2 separate regions of the Mus musculus genome follow, and region 2 is linked to region 1. A link is a contact called in public targeted proximity ligation data. All regions are on one chromosome and are shown on one strand. The core of a region is the stretch at or near the end of the contact, and the rest is flanking DNA. Distances in the headings are between cores, read along the strand shown.

Region 1 (3,542 bases), core at 117-2,616:
CTCTAGAGGGGACAGCTGGGACTACTGAGCTCCTGCCCAAGGCCACAAGGTTGTAGACCACGCCAAATCCACATTCCTATGAGAAAGCTGTGTACCTATCTGCCTGTGCAACTGAGTTTCAGGTTGTCATACTGCAGAGCTCTTCCCCACCCAAACTCAGCACGCCCTGAGGACAGAGGCCTCCTCTTGCGCCCCACCCAGTCCAAGATTTCCTCCACCACACTGCTCTTCCCCGAAGCCTTCCTTTTGCTGGGGCTGCATGCTGGGAGTTCTTGGCTTCCCAGATGGCCCCCTGCAGGGAAGTTCACCAGATCTCAGCTCTACCCCATTCTCAGCTCCTCAGAACTTCCTCCAGAGGAGACTGTCAGTCTCTGGTGCTGGTGACACCTCAGAGAAGAATTAGCACCTTCCACTTCCTTAGGGGATCCCTAATGAGGTCGTTAATGAGGTGTTAAGTGGGCACGCCAAGTATGACACCTCCCCTCTGGGAACCCCCCACCCCTTGGGCCCAGCCTACCCTGAGCCACGTTCAGCCCCACCTCCTCAGGCAGTAGACCAGCCCTCGGATCTGGTCTGCTTGAGTGCATGCTGCTCGAAGGTTAGAGAAAGCCTTCAGAGCTGTGTGTGCCTTGGAGAGCCACCACCTGGGCAGTACAGCCATCTAGGGCACAGGCCAGAAGCTCTGGCTCTTGGGTTTCAGCCACTCCCAAGTCATCTTCAAAGCCAGCAGGGATCAAATGATGGCAAGCAGAGCTCCTTCCCCAGGGAGCTGCTCTACAGAGCTCTGGTGACTCAAAGGGCCAGCACCCACCCTCCACCCCCCAACTGTGTAACATGGGACCACCAATAGCTTTATGGCCCAGTCTCTCCTTTGCTTGGCTCTCCTTCTTTCTGTGCTATCTGAGGGGACCCCAGATGAAGGGAGGTGATCACGGCAGGCAGGTCTCTGGAGCCTGGCCCTCCATGTCATTTAGAGCAGGGTTTAGTTGCTGTATATATCCCTAGGCTTTGAACTAAGTGCTCAAAAATGTCTGAGAGCCATGAGATAGAGGAGCCCTCTGGTCAACTCTGGCATTTAGGGAGAGAGCCTTGGGATGCTGCTCAGGTGTCCTTCCAGGCTTGGGAGGCCATTCCATATCTCCTCCATTGCCTGAGCTAGGAGAGCAGAAGGGCCTATAGGAGAAAACTCTTGACCTCAGGCCACAACTTCTATTTTCACACTCCCTCTTATCCCTCCCACAGTAGGACAAAGCTGGACTCATCACAAGTTACAGAGGCCTCCGAGAAGGGGCAGTGCCTGGAGGGCCCCTACTGCTGGGTGGAGCACAGGCTGGACCTGGCCCTGGCCCAGGGACTCTATTTCTCAGCCATCCACTGGGCGAAGACTTCGGAGTGCAGTCCGGGAGGGGCTAGCCACTTCCTATGACAAGTCAGATGAGTCAGTGACCATTTCCCCATCAGTAACCGGCTGACACTGATGACAGCGCTTCCCTCGTGGGCTGAGGGACAGTGGGACAAAGCCATTTCAATGTTGTGGAGTGTTGAGAGCAGACTCTGACACGGCAGGATGCTTGATGCTTGGCAGTGTAAACTACATACACTGCTTTAGGAACCGCTCACTGTCTTCTTCAAAAACTTAGCATGGGCTAGCCAATGAGATGGCTCAGCAGGCAAAGGCGCTTGCCACACAAACAAGAGTCTGATGGAACCCACGGGCAGAACCAACTCCACAAAGTTGTCCTAGACTTCCACAGGCATGCTAGGAAATGTGTGCACCCCTCCCCCATCATATACACTTCCAATAGTTTCTTTGTTTTTCTAAAGCATATCATGGTTCCTAAGTGGCCTTTAAATAAAATTAAAACTCTCAGGCATTGGCTTTCTACCAAGTGCCCGACGTCCTGCATCCTGCCATGATCACCAAGACCATCCTCTATGTCCTAACTCTTGGTTCTGTGCCGGGCTCTGTTCCTGTCCATGGTTCCCACCAACTGCCCCTGGCCAGAGAGTCTGTCCTCTCCTGGCCCCCTTGCTTCATGTGCTGCTTCTGCTGTTGTCTGTAAGGTCTGTTTGGGTACCTGTCCCCAACTTCCCCCAAACTCCAGTCCTGATGGTAGATCAGCTCAGCCTGTGGCCTACTTTCTGCAGGTTTCTGGTATGGGCTTCACCTTCTCTATTACATTGCACGTTCCTGGGGAGAAAGCTTTGGCTCTGCCTACTTCTTCCTAGTCTGTGATAGAGGTTCCAGGACTCTTAGCAACCAGCAGGCTGAAAATCAGAGGCACTGGGGAGCAGGACACCTGCCTCCAGCACAAAGCTGCCCATGTGGGACCTGGACAGAACTCATGGTCCACTTTGTTCAGGATAGGTTAAGGCTGGGCAGAGGCAGGGCCCAGCCTGTGTAGTGATACCTTCCTTTCAAGAGGCCTTGCCCCTGATAGTCAGGTGCCCAGTCTTGTCACACTGTCACTTCTGTGGTTTCATTCCCTTGGTGCCGCAGGAGGAGGAGCTGGGGCTCTCTGCTGCCACTTGGCAAGACCAGAGCAGGGGTGGTAGCAGGGTTTTGGCAGGCCCCGTTTCAGTCAACCTGGGGCTATTGCCCATTGTGGAGAGAGGAGCCTCACCAGGATAAGAAGTCAGTGAACCCTATCTTCAGGGGGCAAATCTTTCAAGGAAAGAGCGACTGGCAACATGCATATAAGGCTAGCAGGGCAGGTGAGCGCTAATAGGCTTCCCATCCTGTTTCTTCGGGCCAGACAAGGTCCTGGTGAGACCAGAGAGGCTGAGGCTCCTGCTAGGCCAACCCTAGTACCTCATCTCCCTCGGGACTCAGGGCGGTAATGTGACAAAGCCTGCTTCCTCAGCAGGCACAGTCCTTTCCTGCACATCCCAGGAAGGCTCTGGAGTGAGGGATGGCAGTGAGGGGGGTCGGGCCTGCGTCATAGCTCGTGCTGGCTTCTCCACCCTCAGTGGCCGCTGGCAGCTATAAATACCACTCCAATCTCTGGATGTTGCGGGAGATGACCTAGAATCGTGGGCTTGGAGGCCTCCAGGGGCCCCCTCCCTGCTCATTTCAGATAGCGCCTGTCTGACCAGAACATCCTTGCAGCTGGAGAGTCGGCACCCACCTGAAGAAGAGGCGAGATAAGAGCAGTAGCCAAGACCAGAGCAATGCCTCAGCCGGCCATGGGGAACACCAAACCCAAAGAGTAGCACTTTGATTGCAAACCCTCTTCACAGGCCAGGTATTAAGGACCCCAGGCCCCAGACAGCCCAAGAGATAACAAAGAGACACAGCCACCTGAGACCTGCTGCTATTTGTACCACTACCACAGCCTCTGGCTTTGGGTTCTCTCTGGAGCCCACTCAGTGTTAAAAGCTCCTAAGCCCCTGGACCCTAAGCCTCCTCTTCACCTTCTCAGCCCCCACAGTCTCTGTGTGATTTTTAGTTGAAACTGGATCCCAAATATGTCATCCCCCTGGGAGCCTCACCGGAACAAACCCCACTTTGACTGGGGCCTTTGGGGTGTCAGTTGTTTAAA
Region 2 (3,770 bases), core at 709-3,208, 710 kb after region 1:
GGAGAAGGGCTTGGAAGCCACACTTGGTGGATTCTCAGCTCTACAGGAGTTGGCTCTCACCTATCATTTCATTTTCATCCCTTGTCAGCCTTTCTTTTATTCATTACATTACAAGCACGACAGTATTCTGTATCTTTCGTTGACAAGCCACACCCATTCCCACCTCAGGGCCTTTGCATTTGCTGGTCTTCATGATAGTTAATCCTACCCCTCACCCATCCTTCTGCCCATCCGCTCTTGCTGGGCTGGCTTTAACTTGTAAGATCTAGCCTCAGTGTCGGCTCCCCAGAGAGATATTTCCGTCTTTGCTAGCGTTGCCGTCCCCCATCCATCATTCTTAATCCTCTTTGGAGTTCTGGTCATTTATTTTCTCATTTATTGGGTGAGGTCAAAGGGGGAAGGGAATTCTTGTCTGTGTAGTGCATGAATGAATTCTCACATCTATCCCCTGCCTCCACCTCTCCCTGTTGAGCGTGAGGCACTCTGCCTGCCCAGCAAGTTTGTCTCAAGTCACATGACAAGCTGCCCTTACCCCTAAAGCTTTGGGTTCTCCGGTCAAGAACGTCTCCATTGGTCTAAGATCAGGTGGTTGAGTAGCTCTGGGCGCCTGCGCCCCCAGCTGTGACTCTTCGAACTGCATGATCCCTGGAGGCTGGCACATGGAGGTGGGCAGAATGGCTGGAGGTGGGCGGAGGCCGCTGGCGTTGCTGGGCGGGATGACAACGAACACACCATTGCTGGCAGGAGGTGCAGACATCGTGTTCAGAGAGCCTGGGGGACGAAGGCTCAGGAGATAACAAGGCAGTAGTGGTGGTCACACATATGTTTAAGGCTGTCGACTAAATGGTGTATCTCCCAGCTTTTGCTTACTGAGGTCACAGTAGAACCCAAATTCTCAGCTACAGCTGGGGTTAGAGAAGAGACTACAGAAACGAAGTGGGTTCTTAGACTTTTTGGACTCTTGACTCTGATCTTGATTTCTCCTACATTGCATGGAAGGACTTTTATTTCAATGCTGGGCGTGGAACCCAGCCTGCACCTGAGGCAAGCCCATCACCATTGCTGAGCCACATCCCCAGCCCAAGTGGAACCTTGGAAAAAAGCTTCTATTTGAACATCCTTCTTTCCCTAGAGAGGGTGAATGATGGTTCAAGAACACACAGCTCGGGAAGGTGGAGCTTAGCTGAAGTACCATTTTATCAAGGAAAGAGAAGGACCAGGCAAGACGTACCTCTTCCCTCCCTCCTCTAGGCCTACATCTGTTAACTGTGGATACCTAACTACCCTGGGGCAACATCCTGCTCTCTTTGACTACCCAAGGAATAACCACTATTGTAGCCAAGATAAATAAGGATTATGAAAATCTTAGGTGTGGCTGGTCTGGGAAACTCTCTAGGGAACATTGACCAGTTAGCTAGATGTCAGGTGGTAGCTTCCCAGGGTGCTGCAGTCACTAATCTAGTGGATTATATGACATTAAACAGCCATCTGCCTTGCTGGTTTTCACATGTGGTGAAGAACCCAGCAGTCCAAGTCACAGCTCCATGACAGAAGCCAGGATTTGAACCCTGGCCCATGTAGTCACTGTGAGACAAGGGGCTAGATGGTAACCTCTTCCTGCTTTACTTTTTGGACAAAAATGTAGGGGGAAGGCCACAGAACCGATCACATTATAGGCCTGGTAAAGGCCACAGTTTACACAGTAAACTGTTGTAGCATCTTCATCTGAAGTATTTTTTTTAAAACACATCATCTATCCAGCACACAAACATGTATTTACTCATGGCTTGTAGGACTGTGGTTTGTGTTCATGAGTCATTACAGCTGCAAGGTCACACAGCCTGTGAGAACCAAGCTCTGCTGTGCTCCAAGTTACTCCATATTGTGTTAAAGAGTGGCTTTGGGCTGTGCCTTGCCCTGGGCGACTGCCTTTGAGAGGCAGCATTTGGCCCTCCTGTGAGTTCCAACAGTGAGTCATGATGACTCTGTCTCACTGTGTGCACAAGAACCACCACCTGCCCAGCACCACCCACAGGGCACAGACAATTTACTCCTAAGGATGAAAAGTACCACTTGGACCTATGAAGGAGACGCCTGGCACCGCAGTCGGGATGGCCCCATTGACCTGGCATCTGATCATCCAATGTGTGTGTCATGGGACCAACAGGCGGACTGTCCGGCTCCAGCTCAGCTTGGTTTCCACCGACTGGTGGAAAACCAGTCTGTGTCTTTGTCTGAACCAGCCCTGCACTTCTCTATGGTCCTGCATTTCCGTAGCACCCCTCAGCTCTGCAATCCTGTGCCTTCAGCTCTCCAACTGGGGTCCTTAATATCTTATCTAACCAATGAAGTGATGCAGTGCCCATTTGTGTCTCTAGTAGCTCTCTGCCTCTGGTAAGGTCTCTTTAAACTGTGCTGTGATCTCTGTACTTTTGAGGTTATTCTTTAATACACACACACACACACACACACACACACACACACACACACTGAGGTGTATAAGGTGTGATCTGAGAGTTAACACTAATACTTAAGATCAGAATAAAAACACACATGTTAGTCAGCAGTCAGCTATTAAGGGGAAATTGGAAGTATTTGGCTTGAAAATTTATTGTTAGTCAATAAATTCTGGCACTGTGGACAACACAAATATACCCATCTTTGTTTCTGGAATAGCAGGCTCTTGACATAGTCCATTTCCTGTGTTCAGTAGATGAACATCTTTATGCTAGATATTTGCTCTGTGATGAGCCTGATTCGTCTTGGTGAGTGTAAAACACAAGGGTCCGGTTGGACCTGCCCTTGAGATGCATAGTGAGTCTCCACAAAGGATGAAGTAGGGTTCCAGTGGTTGGAGTACCTCCAAGGGAATGGCAGTGGAGGCATGGGGTGAAATTGGCTGTCATGAGCATTTTCTGTCCACTGTAGGTGATTAATAAATGTTTCATAAGTTGGGGAGACAGTTTAGCAGGTAAAGTGCTTGCTGTATAGGCATGAGGACTGACCTGAGTTGGAGTCCCAGAAACCCATGTAAAAAGTTGGGTGTGGGCTCGAACTTGTAAGCCTAGTGCCGGGGAATCCTTGGGGCTCTCTGGCCTGCCAGCCCAGCCTACTTGGTGAGCTCCAGACCAATGAGTTCCAGATTCTCTCTCAAAGAAACAAAGTAGTTGTCCCCTGAAGAGTGACATGCAGAGTGGACCTCTGACCTCCACACACATGCACATGCCTGGGTACCCCCAGCAGAGAGGCAGGACTCTGCACGACACATGCACACAATTGCACATATATGAACATGCACATACATGTACACACACACCCATGCATGCACATACATGCAAAAGAAGAGCATGTTTCAGGTAAATAGTGTTATTGAACGACAATCCCATGCAGAGGGTGGCAGAAGTTGTTTGATATCTTTAAGGACTTTCTAATGTTTCTTCCAGCCAAAGGTGTGATATCAAGAGCATCTAAAAATGGTGTTCTTACTTCCCACAAGGTGGAGCTCAGTTGGGGCTCTGGTTTCCAGGCCCTCACACTGAAATGATTCTTAGCAGACATGAGTACTGCTTAAGTCAGCACTGGCAAACCTTCCCTGCAGAGACTCAGCTAGCAAAGGTTTTGGGTGTTGATCAAGTAGTTCCTGTTTTAAGTAGGAGATGCCCCTTGTAGTGTGAACTAGACATGGGCAATGAATGCATACATAAAAGGTGGGACTGTGTTTCAGTAAAGCTTTATTGACATGGACAGATGGCTTGGATCCAGTTGGTGAG

The links.
Region 2: a contact with region 1 is called in a targeted proximity ligation map of pancreatic cancer cells. A contact is called at or near these places in 1 of 39 promoter capture datasets (pre-B cells) and 1 of 130 datasets of targeted methods (pancreatic cancer cells).

Annotation. Positions count from the first base shown.
Region 1 is chr19:10,278,450-10,281,991 of GRCm38.p6, forward strand. The region is part of intron 1 of Dagla (diacylglycerol lipase, alpha); the gene reads right to left. Among named protein-coding and RNA genes, the nearest start is that of Gm30042, 10 kb to the right of the region's middle.
Region 2 is chr19:10,984,138-10,987,907 of GRCm38.p6, forward strand. It overlaps Ms4a15 (membrane-spanning 4-domains, subfamily A, member 15), which reads right to left. Exons shown (of 7, transcript NM_001034898.2): 2 at 533-707. Among named protein-coding and RNA genes, the nearest start is that of Ms4a15, 7.2 kb to the right of the region's middle.